7 separate regions of the Mus musculus genome follow, and all the other regions are linked to region 1. A link is a contact called in public Hi-C data. All regions are on one chromosome and are shown on one strand. The core of a region is the stretch at or near the end of the contact, and the rest is flanking DNA. Distances in the headings are between cores, read along the strand shown.

Region 1 (3,605 bases), core at 636-3,135:
TTTTCTCTAATAGTGGTTTTTTTAAAGCCCATAGTTTTCTTAGTTTGGTTTCTGCTGCTGAAAATTTTAAAGGCCGACTTGGAGTGGGGAAGGAGGGCGTGTTTGCTTTATGTATCCCAAGTCACAGTCCATTGAAAGGGTTCGAGGTAGGATCCCAACACAGGAACCTGCAGGCAGAAACTGAAGCAGAAGCCATAGATAAGGGCTGCTGGCTCATTGAGCCTGTTTTCTTATGCACCCAGGACCACAAGCCTAGAGGAAGGTTCCCTAGAGTGAGCTGGGTCCATCCACAGCAACCATCAATGAAGAAAAGGCTTCCCAGACTTGCCTCCAGATCAGTCTGTTGGAGGCCCTTTCTCAACTGAGGTTTCCTCTTCTCAGATGACTCCAGCTATGTCAAACTGCCAAAAAAAATAACCAGGAGAATAGGCTTAGGGAACAACTGGTGGAGCTGGACTGTCAAGAATTATGGAGAGAGTAATAGACACTTCCCCCGTTTTCTGCATCCCGGTTACCATGCCAATAGGCAGTAGAGGGTAGAGAAGAGTGTAAGCTAGCTGTGATAGAGGAACGAGGAAGGGAAACTCTTGGCCCTTTTACTTTAGGGCTGAGAGGACTTTTGCGTGCCTCTAGAGCTGTTCGGTTGGCTTGGGCATCACTTCAGAGTCCCTTGGTTTCTGGGGCACTTCAGAGACCAGCAAACACAAAGAAGTCAGGGATTCTGGTTCTAGGCTGCTTCAAAGTTCAAGCTTAGGGCTGTCTCACTGTGCTCAACAACTAAGCTGGCAAGTCCTCAGGGAAGACACTAGCTTCACAGTATTACACATGCGCAGGGAATTGCTGGTGATTTTCACGAAAGCCTGGGATTGTTATCAATGGTAGGGTCCATCAGTGGAACGTTTATGACTTCTGTCTATCTATACCCAGAAGAATATTATTTGGTCATTAAGACTTGTTGACTTCTTAACTTTGCAGTATTGTGAATGAGTCTGGAGGGCATAGCTAAGGGAAACAAGACAGGCCCAGAAAGACAAATACCACAGGGATGACCTCACCCGTTTGAGAAATCAAAACAAGCTGATGTCATACGTGTAGACTGGGAAAGTGGTAATCAGACAGTGCAGAGAGGAGGCGAAGGAAGGGAGAGTCTGGCCTATGCCTAACTGGGTAAAAGGAAGACGGTCTGTCTGTCACTATAAGCACAACTGTATAACTATGGTGAGTATTGCTCTGTGTATTTCCAAACACCTTCCACAAGAGAAGAATTTAAGTGTTCTCACAATAAAAGATTATAAATGGCTGAGGTAATTTAGATATGATAAAATACCATACTGATTATTACACAAAATGTTCTTTTTTATTTTTAATTTTTATTTATTTATATTTTTCAAAATATTCTTATATCTAACGCCTATTGTGCCTAAAAATATGTATACCTATTACATGTCAAGCAAAAATACAATAACAACGTTTAGAAAAAAATGTCAGCACTGGATATTTGTCTGACATTTGTCAGTTGCTCGGGTCTGACAGATGGATGTGGGCAGGAAGCTCTGGGACCTCAACAGACGCTGACCATCAGTGGGTGTTGGTGACCATTCCTCCCAGTTCCTGAGAAGACGGTCACCTTGTCCTTGTGAAGATCAAACTGAAATATCTATGTTCCTGCATCATGGAATACAGTTGAGCCTAAGGGACAGAGTTGTCAGGAAAGGGAGAATACAATGGCCACCTGTTATTCTTATTCGGGGGTGTGGGAATCCGACTAGCCAGTCAAAGGTTTCTTTCTGTCTTCAGAGACACGTTTGTCTGCAAGGGCAGAGATGAAAGGCACTTGTTACAAACCCTTCTTCTCCCTCATGCTGGGAGAGAGACAAAATGTCCACCTACTGCCATCTGGTGGTCATAGTTTGCACTGCAGCTTGAGTTAGCCTCTTCACTTAGAAAAGGGTCCGCTATATAGAAAAGCAACAATGAATAAACATGGTTTCTGGCCTTGAGGAACAATCAGTCCAGTAGACTTAATTGGCATGCTAGCATTTAAAGTAAAATGTGCAAGGTGTTATCAAGACGTAGCATGGGGAAGAATACCTTTGAGTTGAGTCTTGAAGCATCCTTTGTCACTTTGTCACTTTGACAAAAAGGAGGAGGCTTGTTCTACATACAGAGCACACCCCTTTGCTAGGTTAGCACCCGACTTGTTGATAAGGGATATGGGAAAGAAGGGACAGGAACGAACTGAGACAAAGGTAGGATCAGACCCCAGGATCCTTGAAATGCCTAACCAAGGAGACAGGTCTGCTCTAGAGCATTAAGCCAGAATATAATGGGGTCAGAGTTTGCTGATAAAAGGCAGACCTCCATTGTCTGCACATAAGCTTTCCAAGTATTCATCAGTGGAAGTCATTATTTGAAATACATAGAAACATCATGGTTATGACTGAAGACAGAGTTTGTAGGTCAAAAGTCATTTCAACACCATGTCCCACATGATTGGTGCATGCCAACACTTTTTGACAGGCCAAATGGCTCAATAGAGCCACATTTAATAACCCCTGCTGCAGGAGAGGTTCTAACCTAATATGATCAACACCTTTGTGGTTTTAGAGCCCACTGTACTGTCCAGCCTACAGTAGGCTACTTATAAATCAGGTCTGAGATAGTAGTCCCCTGTTCTAGACCTGTTCTAAACATTTAGTTTCATGGTCATCCCAATTTTATTGGTCAGTTTCCAAACAGGACCTAGATCCCTCATCCCTAGCTTCTAGTTTTATTTTGTGAGAGAAAGGTTGGTATTAGCCATCTCTCTAGTCTCTACTAAGCATCTTTTGTCTGCCACCCCATGTATCAACCCACATTAGGTGTCTCCAACCTACTTGTCATCCCCAACCCACAGATTGCCTGATGCAGTTATGAGAAGCATCACCTCACATCTCACAGCGGCATTCGGTCTACGAACCACACTTTATACTCAAACTTCACTTTGTACTCAAGAACTTTCCGCTATATGGCTGCAGGACCCCGATTTGTGACAGAGTGCGGCTGGCTGCATGGCATTGCCTTCGGTGAGAAATTTCAGACCAATAATTGACCAAGCGTGAGTGGCCTCCTGATGGGCAAAGACGATTCCATTCCCCAATGCCATTTCTGGTGCCAACCGCAGATTCCCACCCACCAAGCAGTATTTCCTGTGATTCGCCCTCTTGTTCCTTGTCTTTACTCACGCTTTGCCCACTCTATCTGCACGGCAGGGTCAGTTTGCTCTCACTCTCCCACATAACTTCGCTGTTTCAAGGCTGTGTCCGGAACTGCCTCCTTCTCACCATCTGGCCACTATCTGCCATGCCTTCCCACCCGGCCCCCACCTTTCCTTGGAAGCCTTCACGCAAAGATGCTAACTCACTCAGTGACTTTTCCCACAGTGCTCAGTGTGTTCCCTGTGGCCGGATAACTACTTCCACAATGAATCTTCCTTAGGCTCATTGTTATTTCCCTGAGAGCTCCTAGACCCGACTTCTTTTATATGGCTGCTGCCAAGTTCAATAAACATTAAGCAAGTGAATATCACACTCTATAGCTAATGCTTTTGGGCTGTTCTAGCCTTC
Region 2 (3,605 bases), core at 759-3,258, 730 kb before region 1:
GTTTATATTTGAAGTCTCTGGATATTGGTCATTGGGAGTGACTAGAAGTCAGCATGCACCCCGCAACCCCCCCCAAACCTCCCCTATGCATGTCTTCTCCCAGAAACACAACAAGAAGAAATATTTTCCATAGAAATAAATACTCAAGGCATAGTTAGAAATGGGGCTGATAATACTCTTGTATTGCATGTGTGTTTCCTTCCTCTCTCAGGTACTCTCTAGGTACTGCTAATGTGGGGGCAGAAGGTAATGTTAGGTATGCTTTGTATCACACCTTCAGAGCATATTAATGGATTTATTTTTAAATTCTACTAATATAATTTCTCCTATGTCAAATATACCTGGATAATCATTCTAAAAGATTAACCCATGAGGGAAAAGCTCTTCAGTAGAATCAGGATGCTGCGATCTGGGAGGATGGCAGAGATTATAGATTAGGATGATTCTTGTAACCGTGGACACATTATATCTGGACACTTTATCCAAATCTTTCAGGGTCCCAAGTCCAGCACAGAAAATGATAGAGCTGACTTGCTCTAGGAGAGGAATTATGCAGGGCTGGGAGAGAACGGAACTTCAGCTGCTGACCAGTTTTCTTCCTGATCTTTGCCCATGATTCTTTCAAAAACCAGCTTTAGCTCAGAACTCAAGTTTCAGATGACAGTGAAAAGAAAATTGCAAAGAAAATAACTTATTGCAAGACACGGAGTGAGTTAGAGCTGTTGGAGAGACCTCGGTGCTGGAGATCCGCTTCCTGCTTCCTAAGGAGCCTACTGCACCTTGCCCTACTGTGCACTTTCACAGGCACATGGCATTCATTACGTCTTTTGGCACACCCAACAGTCTTTGCTAAGGCACAGGCTGCCTGCTTGCTGATTGCACAGGGGAATCTGTGATGTAGGTTCCTAGGTCTAAGAATTGCAGACTTCCATTCTAGTCTCCTGATGAAGATGCTAATCTGGGTGCCAATGGTGGTTCTTCTACAGGGACACCTGCCCACACAGCATGATTAGAAATTATAATGACGACAATGATGAGTCTTCCAGGACACCCACGTTTTTTTTTTTTTTCCCCAAGTTATTTCCACTAATCGTCTCTACCATAATCAGTTGGAGGAAATTTTCTTTTTCCTTCTCCTTTAATGTTTTCTCTCCCTTTCTAAGTCCATCCAAAACACTGTTGTAATTCTGATGTAGATTAAAGGTTTTTGACTACCATGATCAACATGTCAGTGATTGTACATCTCTCAGCATGTGCTGTGATGAGAGTATGCTGTACCACTAAAGAAAATATTTGGCATCAGGCTCCAGTAGTGCCAAATATGCCTGGTGAGATTTTGGTACAGGCCCCTTCCAGTCTCTGCAACTGTGCCTCCTCGTGTCCTAAATGGGCTTCCAGTCTTTTTTTGTACTCAATGTATTAGGAGTGTAAGAATCCAATGACGTCCTAAGTAAGGAATGCGTCATTAAGGCTACACCGTTAATGAAGAGGATGGTTATTAAAGCTATTTTTGCATTATTGCCAGCTTAGCCAATTAAGGTTATATTTAGTGGAGTACAGTCAAGGTGTGTAGGTGTGAGAACCAGGAGACCAATTGCTATATGAAACCAATCCTGAGGAGGGTCAGGGTAGAACCGAAGTTATAGGCACAGCACTGTTTTAAAGACCCTGTCATTGAACTGCCATCTTGAATTCAGAAAAACAAAAACAAAAACAAAAAAGCCACAGGAGCTGGTACTCCGGGAGAGATGCAGAACTCAGGAACGAAGAGTCTCCATGAAGAGGGACAAGGAGGGAGCAGCGCAGGTGGCTGGAGTTTGGATGTGTGTTAGTGGAATGAAGACTTGGAGGCAACCCGAGCAATTAGGCAATTAGAAAAACGACAGCACTGCCTTTGGACCCGTGTATCTGGAGTGTGGGAGGACAGGCAGACACACACAGGGTGGCTGTGGGGAAAACAGCATCCGCAGAAAAGATCCTTCTCCAAGAATGCTCTCCAGGCAGGGCAGAAGTTGGTTCCAGAATCTGCGGGGAGAGCCTGCTCATTGGTTCTTCCTACTGCCTGCTATTTGCACAGTGCTTGGCTCCCCATATGTGAATATATTTGGGGGGAGGGCTACCTTTTCCTTCAAAGTCTGATTACTCAAGGAAGTTCTGACTAGGGCTTCTAATGGGGAAGAGCTAGCAAGGAGAAATTATGGTTTTCTCTGCTCCTCTGGACTGTTTTGGGCTCCATGATATTTCTATGGCACTCACTCACTCTAAGAGACAACATTTTTCTAATGATAGGATTAAAAAGCCCATTTGGTGCATAGGTAGATATTTTAGTTATAGTTCAGTGGGATCTAAACAATAGACTGTTTTATTTATTGTAATACTTCAGCTTGTAAACTCAGCTATGATGGTATTAGCTTTTATTCTTCCTATCTACTGACATGCAGAATATAGTGAACTTTCAGTTTTTTCCTTTCTCTTCCTTTCTCTTTCTGTCTTTCTGCCTCTTTCTGTCTCTTTGCCTCTTTCTCTCTTTCTGCCTGTCCGTCTTTCTGCCTCTCTCTCTCTCTCTTCCATTCTTTCTCCCTCCCCTCCTTCCCCTCACCTCCTCTTGTCCTCCCTCCCTCCCTCCCTCCCTCCCTCCCTCCCTCCCTCCCTCCCTCCCTCCCTCCCTTCCTTCCTTCCTTCTGGTTGATTTCTATGAGTTAAGTAAATTGAATTTAAAAATAAAAATGTGAACTGTCATTGAAATTTTTGGAAGACAAATTCTCATAATTCATTCAAAAGGCTTTTTTACAAAGCAGGGCTACTAGTTTCCCAGCCTCTGCAGTGGGGACAAAAACAACTGGACATACAGAATATCAGCCAATCTGCCAATATGTTGCCTTAGTGTTTTTCTGTTGAGAGGTTCTTTTTAGTAAGACAGGACCATGGACTCTTTGAAACCTTCTTACAAGGCTTGGAAAGAAGGTTCTTTGTTTTCCAAGACAAACACTCACTGTTTAGCCTCGTCTTGCTTCAAACAAATCCTTCTGCCTCAGCATTCTGTGAGCTGGGCTTACAGGTGTGTATGTACCAGTAGGCCCAGCTGTGCAAAGATCATTATTTGATTGTTGCCAGCTCAAACAATTAAGTATTTTACTAATTAGTAGAAATGAGAATTTTACAATGATCAATTTTTCTGATGGTGATGGGGGCAATGTTGGCTTTTCACATCCATTTATTTATTTATTTCAAAAACTATTTAACTATCTACTTTCAGTGAATCATTGAAATGCTTTTAGTTTTTATGAGAAAAGCAAAGCCTAAGTTGACACTGTGTGATGCTCTATCCCCCCTGCTCTCTGCCTGAGGGCATTTTCACTGGTCTGGAGGTGGTTTGAGTGTGTTCCGCCACATTTCCCTGTTGGTGCTGATGAGTTGTAGACACAGAACAGTATGTACCTCCCTAGCTTTCTCTCATGTTACTAACTCACATGAGTAAGGTTTGCTTATTGGAGCTCAGAAATTGACATGGGGAAGCATGACTATTGTGACTACAAATTTTGTTCTTATTCACTAGTGCATTTTGTGCAATAGGATTCAATTAGGAATTTTCTTCTGTACTTTCT
Region 3 (3,605 bases), core at 406-2,905, 690 kb before region 1:
TTTGCCCTTTGTCCAGCTAGCTAAGCCACCTAGTTAGCCCTGCAATGTGACCTGGCAGTGGGGCGTGCCCCCGTCTACAGGGATTGCTCATCACTATTTCTCTTTCTGCAAAACTTCTCAGTGACTGGTGGGTGCACGGTTACTTGCCTGGCCTTCACTGCAGGAAACATGGAATGGTAAAGTAACCTATGACATGAAGCCACTATATTCAACAGACTCTGAGACTGATAGCCTTTCTGCTGCAGGGGTCTAGCTTTTACAAACATCCCCTCACCAACCTCCAAGCCCTGCTTCATTTTTCTGCCTGTCTTTATTTCCTTCCTGTCCAAAGGACCAGAACCTATTTTTCTGTCCAGGGAAGCCCTGTATGCCACTTACTTTTAGAATCAGTCTTAGAATTTAATGTTCTTATTTTGTTTAACTTTGTAGAGATTTCTTGAAGTTCTAGACTCAAGTAACCTTCCTGTCCTAGGCACCTGAGTAGCTGAGATTAAAAACACATATCATTACACCTGGTGCAACTTTGTTTTATAAGTACACTTTATTTTGTGTTGTTATGCCTTTGTTGTTTCTTCTCCCTGAATTTCCTGGCACAGTTCACTAGACAGAGTTTCAACAAAACAGCACATAGAATTGTATTCTTCAATAGTGAATAATAGTGAATATAAAACTGCTGTTGCTTGTATCTGAGCTCGGTATGATGCTTCCATGCTTATTGGGTTTCAGAACCCCCAAAGGGCTTCAAATATTCTGTGTAGTGTAGAAACCTCCTGCTTTACCTGTCTAGTTATTTACAGGCCTGATGTCCTTGCCCCCATCTGACCAAGCCTTAGAGAGAGAGAGAGAGAGAGTTTTGGAGTCACAGTATAGCACTCAGCAGGCCTCCTTTGTTTCTTTGAGAGGCCATTAGGAATAAGGTGGCTTCTATGCTGGCTCTTATAGATGGACACAAGACAGCAGTCATGGGGATCTGATGTGTGTGCCAGGTTCTGTGCAGGCTGCTCTTACCAAAAAGCTCGAGTTCCTATTCCCGTACAAGTGAGGGAGTCCGTTGCTTAGCAATAGGACATTTCACAAAAGCTCTCACTTGTGGATATTAAGCAGTAATATATGGTGTCTAGGTGTTTCCCTTTTACAAAGCAGGTGCAAGGCTTGCTGGGCTATGCATGCCTGTTATAAGAGGTGAGGATAATGGAGATGCGTCAACTGGAAGAGCTTGTGATCAGAACTGAGACAGGAGGGCCCACGGTGAGCAGGCAGAGGACCGAGCTCTCCCAGCTTATTGCCCATGTGTATCGTTGAGTCTTTGGAGAGGAACAGCATGATTGTTTCCTGAGAAGTGTGCAGTGCACTTTCACATGCTCTTCCTGTGTACTCTGCTTTCCTTGCTATTGGTCCTAGTGAGAATCTTTGCCCCTTAGTATCCGGTTCCCTTCTGTTTCTTTTGCTTCTTCCATCCAAGTAGCCCAAGGTCCCGAAGCTCTCAGATAGCACTGTCTTCTATATGGGACTGTGGAAGTGTTGGCAGAGAGACAATTCACAAATCTGTTAAGCCCATAGTAAAAATAGCTTATGATCTATGGAACTCGGTATTAAGCAAGATGATATTAACGAGGTTTGAGTGCTGCTCTGAAATGTGGCAGCTGCACAGGCATATTGGCTGTGCTTCCTCCCTACCTCTGGCAGCTTGCGAGCAGTGTTACCATGACACTCCTTGGGCTCTGTTTAGATCAGCTATTTTCTGAAGGAGTCCCTGACCTTCCCCACAATAGAAACTGTTGATGTGGTCATGTCAGATCCTCTTCAGGATCGGTTTGACTGCTGAGCCCCCAGTTGTCACTTGGAAACTGTAGGACACAGGCATTGAAAGTTTACGAGTAAGAAGAGCTATACAGTGTCTTCTAGCACTGCTATGTAGATATGCCACTGAAAGTGAGTGGCTTGAGGCCTGCTTCCCAGTCAGATGATATTTCATCTTGTCAAATTGAGCCCCACCTTGCTTTCTCTTTCAGCTCAGAAGGCTTGAGTGGAGCAGGGTTGGGACAACATTGATCCTGGAAGTGGTCAGAGAAGGCACCAAAAAGGAATGGTAGCTCAGTGCAGAGAAAGAAATGCAGCAAGGTGTTAGAGCTTAAATGTGTGCCTCCAGGTTGATGAGTTTGAAGCATAATTCCAATGGAGCAGGGTTGGCAGGTAGGGCCTTATAAAAGGTCATTAGAATATAAAGGCTCTGTCATCATCAATGCGGTTACCATGGGAGCAGGACAGTTATTCCAAAATGTGGTTATCATAACAAGAGCTCACTTGCTGTAGTCTTCTCTTGCCCTTCTGCCTTCTCTCATGGGTTGGAATAGCCTAAAGTCCTTCATCAGATGCTGCTACAGTGGTCTTGGACTTTCAAAGGTTGATTAAGATAAACCTCCATTCTTTCTAACTTGCATGGTATGAGTTATTCTGTTAGCTCATCACAGATGGACAAAGATGAGGAGTAATGAACTCAGAGTGGGTCCCAGAGGTACTGAGCTGTACCCAGAACCCCTGACAGAGCTTTTAGGGCAGGGCTTTCCTACCATATCCCACTTCCCTAGTTAGAAAATTAACAGCTTGTTCTCTTATATGAGCCTTTTCCTGTTTCCATGTCCAACATCATTAAGCTGCACAGAAGCCATTCATTGCCAGGACTAGGCTTTTTGGGGTACTTTATTGCATACATCCTCATCTTCTAAAAGCTCACTGTCACATGTGAATGAGTTCAAGTCCTTAGGGACCAACATTGTGACTTTAGATGACTTTTCCTTTTTTCTTTCCTCCCTTGTCTTTCAGTCATGGCATAAAATAGAGACTGAAACCAACAGGTCAAGCATTACAGTACATTTTTGTTGAATTGAATTTAGTGAGATTCACATGAGGTCTCAATAATTTTATTAATTGCTGCTAAAAATTGGCAAATGTAGATTTGGGGGAAAAGTATTTTGACCAATTTAGATTTTATTAAGACTTCTGGTATGCTATTTAATATTCATAAACCAATACATTTTATCATCCTCATTTTGCAATGAAAATATGAAAGTGGAATTCACTTCAAATAAATGCTTGTGGCTGGAGAGATGGTTCAGCAGTGAATGGCACTTGGTGCTGTTCTAGGCTTACATTTGATGCTTAACACCTGATGGTGCCTCACAACTATCTTCATCTCTAGTTCCAGGGGTCTGGCTGTCACTTCTAGCTTCTATGGCCATTTTACATGTGGTCCACAGAAAAGTAGATGAAACTGCCATTCACATTAAATAAAAAAGTTAAATATACATATAAGTGCCTGCGAATTGGTTTGCATGCAGAATTTATGTGCACGTTTTGATGTGACATCCCTTCTGTTCCACTTCTGCACTTACAGGTCTTGTTCCTTCTCTCTTCATCTTTTCATAAAATAATGAAAAGTAGGATAAAGGTTTGTCTATCTTGTTGATTTTTCTCAAAGAACCAACTCTTTGTTTCATTGATTCTCTTTGTAGTCTTGTCTCTTTCTATTTAATTGATTTCAGGCCTCAGTTTGACTGTTTCTTGCTATCTACTCATCTTGGGTGTTTCTATTTCTTTTTGTTCTA
Region 4 (3,605 bases), core at 315-2,814, 670 kb before region 1:
AGGAGCTGGAAACTTCTGCAGTAGAACTTTAAGTCCCTGAACAAGATACTAAAAGATAGAAAGACCACCCGAGTTCCTGAATTATTAGAATCAATGTGGCTATCCTACCAACAGTAACTTACCTTATGTCCTACCTGAAAGTATTTGAACTGCCATTCCCCTGGATGATTTCTGAATCCGCCTTTGCCTGTTGAATGCTAAAATCATCTCTTTGGATAACATCTGCTTTTATATTTCTCTCCATCTAGGCTAGTGGTTCTTAACCTTCCTAATGCTGTGACCCTTTAATGCAGTTCCTCTTACTGTAGTGAACCCCAACTGTAAAGTTACCTTCATTGCTACTTTATAGCTGTAGTTTTGTTACTGCTAGGGATCATAATAGAAATATTTTTGAGAGAGAGGTTTGTTGAAGGTTTGTCATTGCACACAGATGAGAATCATTGATCTATGCAAATGCACCTATAGGCTTTGAACTGTCAGGGTCCTATTTCACTGCCCATCTCGGTTCCTTTTCCTCTTAGGTAGAACTGAAAGGATGAAGTTGCTTTCATGAGCTACTTAGAAATTCCTTTGTAAAAATATTTTCCATCAAAAACGGTTGAATTGAAATATATCTTTCTGTCTTCTATGTCTTTCTTCTAGTCCCTCTCATGTCCTATTGATTGCTTCTTTTTGTTATTATTTTACATACGATGAAAAATGCATAAATATATGCATGTAACCTGCTATATCCATTTTATGTGGCTAAACAAGATCTGAGTAATGCTACCAGGAAACATGTTGATACAGAAAGAGGAGATCTCATTTGTCCCTCCCCTAGATGCATAACTGCAGCCAAATAAGACCTTTGAGAAGGGGAGGAGATTAGCCTGTCCCAGGGAAGAGCCCCAATTGGTTATCCAATACTAAGTGGCCAGTCTGAAATCAAATACCTGCAGGCCTTCTTTAGAAAAATCACATTTTTTAAATTTAAATACTTGCTTACTTGTCTGTACATGCTTGTTTTCATGTATGTTAAGGTATCTGTAGAGTCCTGAAAAGCCAGTGCATCCCTTGGAGGGAAGTTAGAGGTTGCTTAGAGCCAGTTGTCATGGGAGCTGTGACCCACATTCTGTTCTTTCCAGCTGCATTTGAAAATGCTGGCACTTGTGAGCTTCTGCACGTGGAGGCCAATGCTGCCTTTGGATGTCTCTCCTCTGGGGCTGTCCACCTTGTTGTTTTGAGACAGGGGCTCTCACTTAGTTTGGAATTCAATGATTCTGTTAAGATGGTTGGCTAGTCTCTTTCTTCCTCCACCTTCCTGGCATTGAAGTCACAAATATGTACCACCATGCTTGGCTCTTTCATCTGGATTCTAGGGATCCAGTGTTAGTCCTTGTGCTAGCAAGACAGCCCATTGTTTACAGAACATTTTCCCAAGCCTTAGATACTCCCAACAGCACCCGTGCTAAGATGATTATCCCTATGTGCAAATGTAATTTTCTCAGGGTTGGGTCCCATGTTCTTGGTGTGTCATAGTTGAAATGTTTATGCTGCCCCTCCCTGCAATCTTTCCATTGTTGTGTGTGCTACAGGAACTGAGAGGATTGTGACAGTCTCAGCTGGTTTCTCTTCTCGTTTAGACATCATTGTTTGTAACAATTCTGAACGTCGTCTTTCCCCACCTATCAGATTGTAAGATTATTGCTATACTTAATTTTCTTTTGTTACCCTGGCTTGAGAATATTCACTTATAACTTTCCTTTGAAATGCCTTTGTTAATAATTTTCCCTTCTGTATATATTTTACACACACACACACACACACACACACACACACACACACACACTCATGCAGTCATTATTTCACTTGACTTTGATCCAGGTACAGAATATTTTCACTTAGAGCAGAGGACACTGAAGCCTGTGATGGCTGAGAGCAGAGCCTTGTTCACTGCTGGATGATGGAGCAGATGCAACCACCAGCATCCTGGATCTTCTTGCCATTTTTCATCTTGTTTCCCAAACTCCTTCTATGTTCTGAGTCTCTGGCCGTTTTCTTTGGGGCATGAGTGATTTAGTGATTTCTCTTGAGCCCTACGTGTTACTGCCTCAAGCGCCTGTTCCCCTGCTTTCCACTGGTCTCTGTCCCCAAGAGGATCCAGGGTGTGCAAGTGTCCCTCCTTCACTTAAGATGTTGGTGAGGGACTGAGTTCCCTGGAATTCTTATAGTCCCGCAGGCATTTCCTGGGATTTTTGCCTCTTAGGCATTGTAAGTGTAGATTGTTACAGTCTGAATATTTGGGGTCAGATCTGAAAACTTGGGGTCAGGGATTCTTTTGTTCCTTAAGGTGTGTTGGGTCTGTTTCTAGTTTCATGACCTTTGTTTCTTTACTTTCGTCTTTGAGGGAATTGAAAGGTTAAGTTTTGTTATAGCTGGAATCCAAGTAAATTCCCTCATGAGCAGAAAGACAGAGTTCGGAGAGAATGGACTTCCCCTGTGTGTTGTCTTTAGTTACAGAAACAGTCAGTGGTGGAACCTGGGGCAGATTGCTGAGAGTCGATATTTTTGGCACCTGTTGGTTTCATCGTCAACACTGTGTGTTGAGCCTGAATCTTCCCAGAACGCCTCAGAAGTTCTGAGAAGGTCTGGGTGCTCTCTGGGTGGCTCCTGGATCCCTGGGATGGCTCTATTGCTCAGCAAAGGCATCATCAACACAGACATCACCAGGTACCTAGACACAGCTCTTCCTTATAAAGTATTTTTGTTGCCCATTTGTGAATCCGACTTTTAGAACATTGAAGGTTTTCTTTTTTCCATTTAAAATCAAGGTTTGCTATAAGAAATGATATGCTGAAGCCGGGCGTGGTGGCGCACGCCTTTAATCCCAGCACTCGGGAGGCAGAGGTAGGCGGATTTCTGAGTTCGAGGACAGCCTGGTCTACAGAGTGAGGTCCAGGACAGCCAGGGCTATACATAGAAACCCTGTCTCGAAAAACCAAAAAAAAAAAAAAAAAAAAAAGAAATGATATGCTCTAGGTATTCAATAGAAAAGATTCAATAGAGAGGTTTAGCTCAGAAATGATCAGAAAGACTATTAGGGAGTAGTTGCTAAAGTGAATAAGTATCTAGACTTGAATCCCAGAAATACAGTTAATCCCATTTTTTATAGGCAAGAAAGAGAACAGTCACCTGGCTTTTTCTCAACTGTTGAGTTCAAGAAAGTACCAGTGTATTCAGAAAGGTGTAACTGGCGTCTCAGACACGAGATACAGCTACCCTCTGTCCCAACTCCTGCTTGATAAGCACCCATGCTGAAGAATGACTGAGTATGTCAGTACTGAAGATTTCCATGCCCTCCCACCAGGTTTCCAATAGGAAACAGGCAGAATGACAAGACAAGGCCTTTGGCTCACCCCAATCTTCCAAATCTCAACACAGTGCATATATTTTGGCAGAATTTCTTATAATCCATACCTACTGACAGTGCAGCCACTGTGTTGTGTGGCCAGCAGAAATGCTGACTCAGCACTCATCATACTTAGTTTTTAGGGATTTTTTACAAATGTTGTATGGCTTGAATGTGTAGTAAATACTCAAATAGGGAGTTCTTAAGTCTCAGCTGT
Region 5 (3,605 bases), core at 292-2,791, 640 kb before region 1:
CCCCATATTTTGTGCATAGTATATAAGAAGAGGACTTGATAGTTGGTGCTAGTCCTGGAGCTTCATAATTAGGAATCACCAGGAATATGCGTATATATACTTCTAATGTGGTTTTGAAACAATTCATATTTTTTCTTGTTTTTTTTTTTTTTCAGTTGAGAAGGAATCACACACCTCCCCTGGTCTATGTCTGGCTTATAAGACAGGATAGGAATGGATGTCCTCAGAGACTTCCTGCTGAGAATCAGGCCAGAGAGGAATTCTTACCTCCACTGCACAGGTAGCCAGCCTGAGGTTTGCTTTAAGGCATTGGTGCCTATCCGTGATCGTAGGAAGTAGTCAAGGGGAGACCCACGCACAGCTCTTAAGACTCCAAACGAGCATCTTAAGCACTAACATGATTTTTGTTGCCTAGCACATAAGTAGTACCTGTACATTTTAATTTATTCCTCTTACATGGGAATTTAAAATGCCATATTTTTTTCTGCTTCCATTATTGTAGTTTTGAGTGATGATTCATCAGCGCAATGGCCTATTTAAGTGAACCACAATAGCTTGGGTAGAAAGAAAAAAAAAAAAAAAGATTCAACATACTCAGGAATGGAAAGCAGCCATCTTTTTATAGCTAAAATTGCAAACATCTGGCAATTACCCTCTTCTACCTCCCCTCCAAAGCGAAGAATTGTCCCTTCAACCGGAGCCTGCTGCTGTGTTTAATCAAGACAGCTATGCAAGCCTTAAGGAGCAATAGGTTTTGATTCAAGGAGGCCATTGCCTCACCCACTTGGACAGAGAAGCTTTGGAAAACACACCGCGTAATGTTCCCCATATGCTACTGTGTTACATAATGATACTAGTGGTGGCATGGCAGTTAATAACTATAGAAAGCCAGCCCGGCTACTCAGTCCAACTTTCTTGTGTGGCTCTCTAAGCAGTTGTCATATTTGAAATGTTTACTGGTCAGGTCAAGTTCGCCTCTCTGTATCTTCTTAAACCTTTTGTGTCCTGGGTCAAAGAGTCTACTAAATCAACCCAGCTAATAGTTTCTGACTTGATTGTTTTATAAAGCGGTCTAGGGATGTTGAAGGAATAAATCCATGTCCTTTGAACACTTGGCCTTGCCCTTTCAGTGAAACATCTTACTCTCCTACCCCACCCTCATCTCTTCCTCTGATCATTTTTTATGAAACTACTTCTTCCTTGACTGGCAAAAGCCGTCTCTGTGGGCAAGGGAAGTGAGAGAGGCTGGTGGTTTGCAATAGATGCTGAGAATGGTGACTTCCTCATCTTTCTTTTTCTCAGGGCTGACCCGTATGTTCACTGTGGCCCTGGCAATGCCTTTCTTTTCTGTTCCCATGTATCTTTCCTGTCCTCTGGGTCTCTGAAGGCTAGAGGTGAACTTCACCTTTCACATCTTGGGCTGTTCCCATTCGTCAAAGGGGATCATGGGAAAGATTTTTACTTATCACTGGACAAGGTATAGTAGGAACAGAAATCAAGGTTCAGTGTCCTGGTGGTTCTCAAAAACAGTCTCACATACTAAAAATAGGCCATTCTCTTGTCCTAGTATTATGCTGCCTTTAGTCATAGACTTACTGTGAGGCCTTTGAGAGCTTTATTCCCTTGCTATATGTTATTTCACCTTGGTACCACTGCATTGAATGATTGGAACTAGAGCTTTCTCCCTGGCTTTACTAGGCCATCCATTCCCAAAGTCTGAGTGAAATCTGTTAACACCTCATCAAACTAAGTCTGATTTGGGAAGAGTGAATGGGCAAAGTTTCTAGCTTAAAAAATGAAGGTAGGGATGGGAACTTTAAATAACCTAAAGTGCACAGGTTATTCAACACAGTTACTCCATGTAAAGTCAGATAAAATGATGGTGTCTGTAACATCAAAAAGAATGTGCTCACTTCTGTCAGTCCTTGCCCATTTATATGGTGATCACCTTGTTCTAGGTATGCATCTTCAACTTGAAATACTTTATTATCACCAGTATTGTCACCATGACATGTTTCCTTCATACTACATTTATTCAATGATCCATCCCACATTTCACTTTTACCAACAGAGTTACAGTCTATAAACTCATTTAAAAATATTTATTTAGTTACTTTACATCCCAGTCTCCCAGCCCCTTGACTCCTTCCAGTACCCCTGCTTACATGAGGCAATGAACTTGGACTCTTTTGGGCTTCCCTAGACTAAAGGTTCAAGCAAGCGCTCACAGGGCTGCTTGTTAAGTTTTAGGTTGTTCAACCTTTGACCTAGGTTATCTTGTTTGCCAGTTCAGATATCTCTTAGTACTTTGATATTTCCTTTTTCTTTTTATGAAAATAGGATAATTATGTCTCTCCTCTGTCTGTATCAGTCACTTGTAATGTTCCTATCATAGTTACACAGCATCGGGACTTGTGTATAGAGGACCAAATCCACAGGCTGGCTGGAAAAGTGATCATGTCTTTGGAAGCTTGCATGATCTCAGTACAGAGGCAGCAGTAGCTGTTGCTCTCTGACCCTTTGCTGCTTTGGTCTTTGGTGTGTGTTTGGAGCATTTCCCATCCATAAACACCTGGAGTAGACGCATGATGAGGACTCCTTCCTAAAATGTAGGAAAGTCTCTGAAGCAACCTATGGGAACAGACACATAACTCAAAGCCTGATGTTTAAGCACAAGTTTGATCAAGTAAAGATGCTTTTACAGTGTGCTTGACAATGTTGGTCTTCTCTCTTAGCATGCCCTGGATTCAGATTTTTGATATAGATTTTTATGTGTTCCATCCATTGCATAATTTGAAACACACACACACACACACACACACACACACACACACACACACCAGGTCTCTTAGCTTCTTAATAATTTTATTATTTCATAGATCTGCAGACATAATTCCATTAAATAGAGGACTCTTCTGAGAAATCTTTTGCTAATGGTAAATTTAAAGCTTTTTGTTGTTGTTGTTGTTGTTTTCTGATCACATTTCTCTGGGTTGAATTAATCCATATATAAACATTACTAGTTTTATAGTGAAATTGCCATCTGCCATCATGTTGTCTTATCCTTCAACATGGTCTAGCTGAGACCAGGTCCAAATCTTGGCTAAGTCTCTGTCTGGTGACTATAGAGAATCTTCATTCTTTTGTACAACGAATTTGGCACATATTATCATGCCATTAAGTGGAAGTGGTTTTGGAAGTGGAAGGAGAATAAAGCTGGAGCCCCAGGGGAGGATGGAGACTTGGAGAATGATGGGTACCATGCAGGTGGCATCAGACCACCCTTACTACCACTGCTTTTCCCACTCTTTGAAGAATAATGGTTTCTCCTAACTACTTAGAGCCTTTTCAAGTTTGGCTTTGTTCTGAACAGCACTCCTAGATCGTCTTCATGCATGCTCAGTATAAAAGACTGTGGGTGGGAAAGATCTACCAGGCTTAATGCTGATGTTTTGTCTTAGTAACACTGACTAGAAGGTGGCATGCAGCCAGATAGGGTTAACAGGACATCAGGGAGGTTGTGGAAATGTGTGAAAATGGACAAAACACACCAGTAATCACAATAGTTACCAAACAATGGGCTAGTTTTCTCAGTTGTCAAAACA
Region 6 (3,605 bases), core at 615-3,114, 600 kb before region 1:
AATTAAAACCTATAAGTACAATTGAGGGTTTCATACCATTTGCCATATTTTGTAAAGGGACCTGCCTACTAGGATCACATACAGCTCTTTACCGGCTTATTTTCACATGATATTTCCAGTTGGTGGATGGTGTTTATAAATCCTCATATGATGATGTTGAATGTGTATTTTTGATCCATACATGTGTGAGGGAAAGAGCAAAGCAGGGTAATTCCCATCTCTATCACCTCAGACACATTTTCATTAGTTATCTTAACCCTAGTGTTTTCTTAAAAATAACACTGTCTGGTAGAGTTCTAAGTACAGTCCCAATTAGTAATTTAGTTAGTTAGGTGAAGAAAATGAAGATTGAAGGATAGAATATTAATTTTTCTAATATCTTGCCATGTTTGTTTACACGCCCACATTTTAGATTGCCCAGATAGCAACTGAAAGAACTTTAGTCAGTGTCACTTATCTCCTTATTCATGGTGAAGGTAGGTTCTTCAGGAGAGGGATTGGTGCTATTTTCATGACAATGAAGACAAGACAGCCAGCACTAGCCATGAATGGCCTTGAGAGTGAACATTCCCCAATGAGTTCTCACATAGGGAGAACATGAATTCAGGCTCTGCATATTAAGGGTTCTGTGACACTCAGTCTTTGTGTGGGTCTCTGACTATTCTTAGGTATTGTGCACATGTCACATCCTGTCCCCTCTCCATGTAACTTCATTTCACGAGCCACCACACTCTGTGAACCTTGCAAAATCTGGTGTGTTCTGTTATGTGGCGTTGAGAAGAGTCTTCCAGGCTACTAGTATCCTGCCAGACCTAGAAACCAGACACGGTATTAAGTCTGAAAGAAGAGATTCAAGAAAACACTGATGTATATACTTCTTTCTTGGACTGAGATTCACGAAACATAACGGTCCACACAGGGCACTGAGGGAGGAACATCACACGTTCAAGCCCAAAGATGGAGACCATGTTACAAAGAAGAGGGAGGGAGAGAGGGAAGACCGAGATTCACATAGGAGTATCTGGATCGATGAGCCTGGCAAACTCCCCTAGTCAGTTAAAAGACAGGAGCTGGATAGAGTGAGGAAAAGCTTCATTACTTAGAGAAGCCACACATTCCTAGCTTCAGTTTTGAACAGAGGTGTTCATAAGTTGAAAAGGCTGAGAAGGTCATTCAATGGATGAGAAAGGTTTATTTTCTTGGTCTGTCACATCACAGCACTTTCTGATGGTTTCAAGGCACTGCTCAGCTAAATATCTGATGAAGACATAGGCTCCTCATACCAGTTCATTTCATGGGCTTACCCGATTAGGATGCCCACCAGCTCTCTCCTTCCATTCTCAGATGCATGTGTGGCCACTGTCACTGTGGCATTCAAAGGTGCTTCCTGTCCCCTAAAGAACTTAAAACAAATTTAAGAGTCTTTGGAGAGCGAAGGAGAAGGATCTAGGTGCCCCCTTTTCCCAGTTTGAAGTAAGAGGGAAAGCATTGATGATTGCAGCAGTGAAAAGAGAAGACTTTGTTATATTCTTGCCTCCAAGTCTGCTCTCTACTGGCACAGTTCAGCTTCTTAAAGGCCGCTTACCATTTTTCACCCTCTAAGGAATTTATTGCCATCATCTCTGTGATAACATACATTTTGTAGGTTTATCACACATCTATCATTGAGTATGTTTTTCTATTGGATGTTCATCTATACATCAGAATTATGGCATACAGATGATGACAAAGAGTTGTGCAGGTTCTTCATTCCAGTTCCTACAGCTAGGGCATTTCTCCTCCAGAGCATCCCCTTCCAGTACCTCCCCCTTTCGTGCCCACCCCATTGCTGCATTAGCATGCAAGTCCCAGTATAGGATGTAGGAACCGAAACCTAGATGATTGAACTTAGTGAACTGAACCCTTGGTTGTAGTCAGTGGTTGATGGTTAAGAGGTTAACAGCTGGCTTCTTAAGAACCTACATCATCTTTCTTAGAATTAGGTTCTTTGTTGTTTTCATATTATTTCTTTGTTAAAGAAGTCAGTTTTTCTTTCTCTTTAATCCTTCTGGGATTACCATCAGCCTGTGCATCTCTTTAAGTTCTTATAGACAAACAGGATAAAGGAGAATATACTTAGGAGGTATTTCAGAGACAGAGTTGTACCTTTATTTTTAAAATTATTTCTGTGATATTTTGGTTTACTCATATGCATGTTATGGGCCTTTTGAGTCACCCTATATGATAGGGATACCAAGAGTTCAGGCAGGTTTGAGAATGTCTGATGGTCTGATAATTTGAAATGCCACATAGAATCTGGTCAATTACACATTCCCCTCCATACTGCGTTATAGAGGGTGGGAGAAGACAGAGTGATTGCTAGAATCTAAACTTAGGTTGTGAACAACCACCTAGTCATGGCTTCATGGCTCAATACCTTGTGAATTAATTTTTTTCATTCACTCTGTTTTAAGGTAGAAGAGGACTCTGTTGTAGTGCATTTTCCTTCAGAGTTAATGAATACTTTCCATGAGCTGTGTAGCCACCCCAGCATTTCTCCATTTTAGCTGCATGTGGAGTCCCCTAGATCAAAGAAACACTGATGCCACACATTTATTCCAATCCCCAGGATTCTCATCCAATCAAATCCAGAGGAGGTAGTTTGGACAGCCATCGGTTTGATGGCTTTCTTACAGATTCCAGTGTGTGGACAAGGGATAGTGAATGGATAGTTTCAAATTATAATGCTAAAATGGTAAGGAAAGACTTCGAGACAAAAGAAATCCCTATACAACAGGAGTTTGGAACCTTTCAAATCCTGGGGTTCTCCAAAGGATGGAAGGTACTTTGCCGAACTCAGTGAAACTTGAACTATGTTCCAGGAGCCAATGCCACTGAAGTTACCTAGGCTTTTTAGAAGCACAAATCATTGGTCCTTCCTTAGAACTACTACATTAAACGTCTTTGGAAGTGCCAGCCAGAGGTATGAATTTTATAACTCCTCTCTGAAATCCTGATGGATTGTGAACATGGACCAGCGTTTGAGCAAGGTTATATCATGACTTGGGGGTGGGGGTGATGATAGCCTGGTAAAACTGAATGGCTCTAGAGACACTGTCCTTGGCTGTTGTGGCAGGGGTTAGATCTGACAGCTCATAGCTACTCCTCCCAGTGTAGCAACACCACCAGGTGTTTCAGAGCCCAATAGGCTACCATCATTTGCAGGATACACCTTTGCAGTTTTAGACTTTCTTTCCTCTGAGATACCCAAGTTGTCACATTTTTATATTATTCAAAAGTTAATAATTTGCTTATGGAATCTGATTCCTATAGCTTGGTGCCATGGTGACAGGCGAGGAAGAAGCACTTACATGTAAGGGATACTTCTAAATGAAACATCAAAACTACATTTTTAAAGGGAGAACAAACTGCCTTTTAAAATGGTAAAAAAAACAAAACAAAATAAATCCAATGTTTTTTTCTAGTATATCTGATTTTTAAACAATTTTAAATATTTTATAATATAGTCATACAGATTTGTATGTTTGCTTCCCACATCGGTGGTTACATATGGTAGTAACCTGAGCCTTCTTGATGACTGTGTTGTACTTAGATATCTAGATCAT
Region 7 (3,605 bases), core at 419-2,918, 530 kb before region 1:
GCACATGGAAAAATAACTGCTTGCTTCATATTTATGAAATGAAACTAGAGATGGAGCCTAAGGCCCAGCATGCCCGAACCAGTGCCTGCTCTCAAGCTATAACCTCATTCTGTATGCTCTGCTGTCCAGTGGCTCGCCTAGCAGCGCCATCCTTAGGAGCGTGCTGAATATATGCAGTGCTTTGGGACATTCTAGATCCAAACCATAGCATATTGTAGATGTATTAAATATGCAATTTAGCATATTTATTAATTTTATAAGAATCATTATGTGTGCCTTTATATATATATATATATATATACCCATTATACACATGTATATACATATTTAGATATATGCAGTTCGTATGGCTATATTTATAAAGATATAAACTATAATTTTATTCCTCTCTAGGTCTTTCCCTTCCTCTCTCCCCAGGTCTCTCTCTGCCTCCTTACCTCTCTACTCCTCTCTCTCTCCTCCTTTTCCTTCCTTCCTTTTTCTCTTCCTTCCTTCCTTCTTTCCTGCCTGCCTGCCTGCCTGCCTGCCTGCCTTCCTGCCTTCCTTCCTTCCTTCCTTCCTTCCTTCCTTCCTTCCTTCCTTCCTTCCTTTCTTCCTACTCTTCCTTCCCTCCCCTGTCCCTTTCTCCTTGCTTCCCTCCCTCCCTCCCTCCCTCCCTCCCTCTTTCCCTTCTTCCCTCTCTCCCTTCACTCTCTCTGTCTCTCTCCTCTTTCTTTCTTTCTTTCTTTCTTTCTTTCTTTCTTTCTTTCTTTCTTTCTTTCCCCCTTTCTTTCTAGAAAATCAGTCCCTTGTATCTTTCACAGCTGACACTGTGAAACCTAGATCTCAACTATAGTAAGGCTGAAAACTAAGGTGAGGTTTTTGCTTTAAAGGAAGTGGTTTGTCCTTGCATATATGAATCCTTGACCTAGTATGTTTAAAACAAAGGAATAGTTAGGATTCTAAATATGAATGTCAGCATTTGAGGAAATAGTTCTTTCTACTTCCCCAGAGATAACAGTTCCTGCTCCTTTCCCCTCCCCTTCTTTTCCTTCTCTCTTCCCCCCTCTCCCTCCCTCTCCCTCCATCCCCTTCTCTTCCCACATCCTTTCCTATTATGCTTTCACTTTTACTGGTTTGGCTTGTTTCTTCTCAGTCAGGGATGTTGCTCACCAGTACCTTAAGCTATTTTTTCTTCTCATTTTCTCTAAATATCGTCTATGGTGTGAGGTTTTTTTTTTTTTTTTTTTAACTTATTTCCTTCCTGGGACTCTTTCTGATAGATTTAAATACAGCTCCTGCAGCCCCTTCATACACTTTACCTGCTTTGATCAGTCCATGCTGCAGCAGTCCAGGCTAGCTCTGCAGCCACTTGTAGTGGGTCACGGTGTAGCAGAGTATACCACAGCTACCTGAGCCTTCAATGCCTGCAGCACAGGTTCAGCATTGGGGTATGTTTGGGATTAAGTAGATGTTCCTTCCAGGGCTCACTGAAGCTTCCATTACTATCATGAATGATCTTCCCTCTCTCTCAGTTCCAGCCCAGATGGAGTCTTGACTTTTCATAATTTATTCAGTGACATGCACTTCCTGTGTCTAATAGTCAATCACTTACCAAAGGGGGAGAGGTGATAAGAGAGTAAGAATAATTTTGTCATGATTCATAGGCACTTGGCCTTCACTGAGTATTACCAAAAAGCAGACAAGGCAGGCTCTGCTAACCAGCATTCCTACATGGATTCTTGTGGCCTGAGCAGTCTCTAAGCCATGCCAAAAGCATCCCTGAAGTATTTACAAGGAATATATTTCTGTGGATGGGGATGTACTCTAAGCCTTTTTGTGCAGAAATATGTAGAGGAAAGAACAAAAGGAGGAAAATAGGTAGGACGCCTGCATTTGAAACCTGGTTCTCACCAGTCTCAGCCCTAAGATGTCACAGCGCGCTCTTAAATCCTTTACTCTCTTTGTAAGTATTTCAATGCGGAAAAAAAAAAAGTATATTTGTCAGGAGTCTGTGATCAAGAAAAAAAGTTGGGAAAACTAAAGCAATTAATAAAAAATGGAAAAAAATGTCAATTAGTCAGGATCTAATTTTATTATTCTAAATATTATGGAGTTTAAAAAAAACAGAAGGAGGTAAGTGCTTAGCTTTAAAAGTTTTTGTCAACCATAGTGCTACTATGTAGCCATTGGCTAGAAAATGACAATTGTGGGTTTTTTTTTTTAAGCACTGTCCTGATATACTGTCCTGAAGAATGATGCTGTTGAAACAAAGTACTGTTCTCAATAAATTTCTTGTGTGTGTCTGTGTGTGTGTGTATATATATATATATGTATATATATATGTATATATATGTATATATAATATATATTATATATATATTATATATAAACACTATGTACTCATAAAGTTAATGTGTGTGTGTGTGTTCAAAACAATTTGCCTGATTTGGGGAGGAATTTTGTTTTTGAACTTGCTCCCCTTTGTTCTGTGGCACTTGGAGATTCATGCCCCCACCTTGTTGAAGCTGGTGGGAGATACATTCCTACATTCTTAGGAGGAAGTCATGGTTCTTTAAAAATATCTGGCCTATTTTTCTTACATGGTGAAAAATGTTAATGTAGTAGGAGAGCATATTAGTCTTGGGACACCAGTATATTTGTTATGATTTGTTTTCTACCCAAAGTCAAAGATCTACAGAAGCCCTCATAATGTCCCAGAGGTTTTGTCAAAGAAATAGAACCAGCCTGAGGTATGTATTGGGATTAGCTGTGAAGGATATCTGTGGACTGACTAGGAAAACAGAAGTCCACACAGTAGGGTGTTAAAAGCAGCAGGCTGGCTGACAACTGGTTCATTCAGGTCTTCCCAGACCATCACTTCCTTGAAGCCAGTTGATTGGATTTTAATGAAATCTAGATGCCTCCAATTCCTGTTTGGTCCCAGGGACAGTAAGCAAAAAATGGTGATCTTCCAACCTGAGATGAAAGAGAAACATTGCTTGTCCAAGAGTGACTGCCTGTTCTCAGTCTTTGTGGGGTTGGCTGTTGCCTCTTCTCCTTAGCCTTATTCTTACATTCTGCTTTTCGATGATAGCAATTGAACTAAAAGATTATCTTTTTTAAAATCTTTAATAACTTTTTAATTTAAATAGAATTACCTCATTTTCTTTTCCCTCTTCTTCTCCCAACTTCTCCCAGATAGCTACCCTCCAGCTACTTTCATGACCCATTATCAAATTGATCACGCCTTTTTATTTGATTATTACTCTTGCATACACACACAAGCATATATATGAAATCAAGACTATATGGATACATCTTGCTGAGTCCATATATTGTATTTTTTCTGTGTATAGAGTTTCATGGCTAACCACTTTTATTGAAGGGCTCACTCTGCGAGGTACTAATCCTCCCTCTGCTAGCAGCCTATAGATTTAGCCTTGGTGTAGAATCCTTTGAAAGTTTCCCTCTTCTACATGGCCATTAGAGCCCTTGTCGTGGTATTTGACTCTTAGAGTCTTTCTAACCCCTCTTCCTCCAAGTTCCTGGAGTCATAGATGCAGGAGTTGTGATGTAAGTGTTCCACACTGTTATCATTGTTATCCTATGATAACATTGTCTCC

The links. Hi-C and Micro-C count contacts between places; a contact is called where the count stands out from the background.
Region 2: a contact with region 1 is called in a Hi-C map of cortical neurons. The contact joins two enhancer-like sites. A contact is called at or near these places in 1 of 15 datasets of contacts at CTCF or cohesin (large pre-B cells), 2 of 484 Hi-C or Micro-C datasets (cortical neurons and pre-pro-B cells) and 1 of 115 datasets of contacts at active chromatin or transcription factors (bone marrow-derived macrophages).
Region 3: a Hi-C map of myocytes shows a contact between it and region 1, with 5 times the contacts expected there. The contact joins two enhancer-like sites. A contact is called at or near these places in 2 of 484 Hi-C or Micro-C datasets (bone marrow-derived macrophages and myocytes) and 2 of 115 datasets of contacts at active chromatin or transcription factors (bone marrow-derived macrophages and fibro-adipogenic progenitors).
Region 4: a contact with region 1 is called in a Hi-C map of bone marrow-derived macrophages, with 13 read pairs. The contact joins two enhancer-like sites. A contact is called at or near these places in 1 of 39 promoter capture datasets (liver), 1 of 15 datasets of contacts at CTCF or cohesin (large pre-B cells), 2 of 484 Hi-C or Micro-C datasets (bone marrow-derived macrophages and liver) and 2 of 115 datasets of contacts at active chromatin or transcription factors (bone marrow-derived macrophages and large pre-B cells).
Region 5: a Hi-C map of bone marrow-derived macrophages shows a contact between it and region 1, with 8 times the contacts expected there. The contact joins two enhancer-like sites. A contact is called at or near these places in 1 of 15 datasets of contacts at CTCF or cohesin (large pre-B cells), 9 of 484 Hi-C or Micro-C datasets (the HPC-7 cell line, bone marrow-derived macrophages, cerebral cortex and 5 more) and 5 of 115 datasets of contacts at active chromatin or transcription factors (SST interneurons, bone marrow-derived macrophages, fibro-adipogenic progenitors and 1 more).
Region 6: a contact with region 1 is called in a Hi-C map of large pre-B cells, with 4 times the contacts expected there. The contact joins two enhancer-like sites. A contact is called at or near these places in 2 of 39 promoter capture datasets (both in liver), 1 of 15 datasets of contacts at CTCF or cohesin (large pre-B cells), 4 of 484 Hi-C or Micro-C datasets (bone marrow-derived macrophages, embryonic fibroblasts, large pre-B cells and 1 more) and 2 of 115 datasets of contacts at active chromatin or transcription factors (bone marrow-derived macrophages and large pre-B cells).
Region 7: a contact with region 1 is called in a Hi-C map of myocytes, with 3 times the contacts expected there. The contact joins two enhancer-like sites. A contact is called at or near these places in 4 of 39 promoter capture datasets (3T3-L1-derived adipocytes, hippocampal neurons, liver and 1 more), 8 of 484 Hi-C or Micro-C datasets (the HPC-7 cell line, bone marrow-derived macrophages, cortical neurons and 5 more), 1 of 115 datasets of contacts at active chromatin or transcription factors (the NIH/3T3 cell line) and 1 of 9 other capture datasets (macrophages).

Annotation. Positions count from the first base shown.
Region 1 is chr16:25,262,061-25,265,665 of GRCm38.p6, forward strand. No RefSeq gene overlaps it. Among named protein-coding and RNA genes, the nearest start is that of Tprg, 23 kb to the right of the region's middle. Within about 2 kb of position 1,886, at least 86 of the 459 cell types and tissues checked have an H3K27ac peak or open chromatin away from gene starts, as enhancers often do. A contact at or near this core is called in SST interneurons, bone marrow-derived macrophages, cortical neurons and 3 more, where this site is marked.
Region 2 is chr16:24,534,508-24,538,112 of GRCm38.p6, forward strand. All of the region lies in intron 3 of Lpp (LIM domain containing preferred translocation partner in lipoma), which reads left to right. Among named protein-coding and RNA genes, the nearest start is that of Gm24440, 130 kb to the left of the region's middle. Within about 2 kb of position 2,009, at least 11 of the 459 cell types and tissues checked have an H3K27ac peak or open chromatin away from gene starts, as enhancers often do. A contact at or near this core is called in cortical neurons, where this site is marked.
Region 3 is chr16:24,568,211-24,571,815 of GRCm38.p6, forward strand. All of the region lies in intron 4 of Lpp (LIM domain containing preferred translocation partner in lipoma), which reads left to right. Among named protein-coding and RNA genes, the nearest start is that of Gm24440, 160 kb to the left of the region's middle. Within about 2 kb of position 1,656, at least 29 of the 459 cell types and tissues checked have an H3K27ac peak or open chromatin away from gene starts, as enhancers often do. A contact at or near this core is called in myocytes, where this site is marked.
Region 4 is chr16:24,592,182-24,595,786 of GRCm38.p6, forward strand. All of the region lies in intron 4 of Lpp (LIM domain containing preferred translocation partner in lipoma), which reads left to right. Among named protein-coding and RNA genes, the nearest start is that of Gm24440, 190 kb to the left of the region's middle. Within about 2 kb of position 1,565, at least 40 of the 459 cell types and tissues checked have an H3K27ac peak or open chromatin away from gene starts, as enhancers often do. A contact at or near this core is called in bone marrow-derived macrophages, where this site is marked.
Region 5 is chr16:24,618,935-24,622,539 of GRCm38.p6, forward strand. The region is part of intron 5 of Lpp (LIM domain containing preferred translocation partner in lipoma); the gene reads left to right. Among named protein-coding and RNA genes, the nearest start is that of Mir28a, 210 kb to the right of the region's middle. Within about 2 kb of position 1,542, at least 72 of the 459 cell types and tissues checked have an H3K27ac peak or open chromatin away from gene starts, as enhancers often do. A contact at or near this core is called in SST interneurons, bone marrow-derived macrophages and pro-B cells, where this site is marked.
Region 6 is chr16:24,657,392-24,660,996 of GRCm38.p6, forward strand. All of the region lies in intron 5 of Lpp (LIM domain containing preferred translocation partner in lipoma), which reads left to right. Among named protein-coding and RNA genes, the nearest start is that of Mir28a, 170 kb to the right of the region's middle. Within about 2 kb of position 1,865, at least 24 of the 459 cell types and tissues checked have an H3K27ac peak or open chromatin away from gene starts, as enhancers often do.
Region 7 is chr16:24,731,828-24,735,432 of GRCm38.p6, forward strand. The region is part of intron 7 of Lpp (LIM domain containing preferred translocation partner in lipoma); the gene reads left to right. Among named protein-coding and RNA genes, the nearest start is that of Mir28a, 94 kb to the right of the region's middle. Within about 2 kb of position 1,669, at least 49 of the 459 cell types and tissues checked have an H3K27ac peak or open chromatin away from gene starts, as enhancers often do. A contact at or near this core is called in muscle stem cells and myocytes, where this site is marked.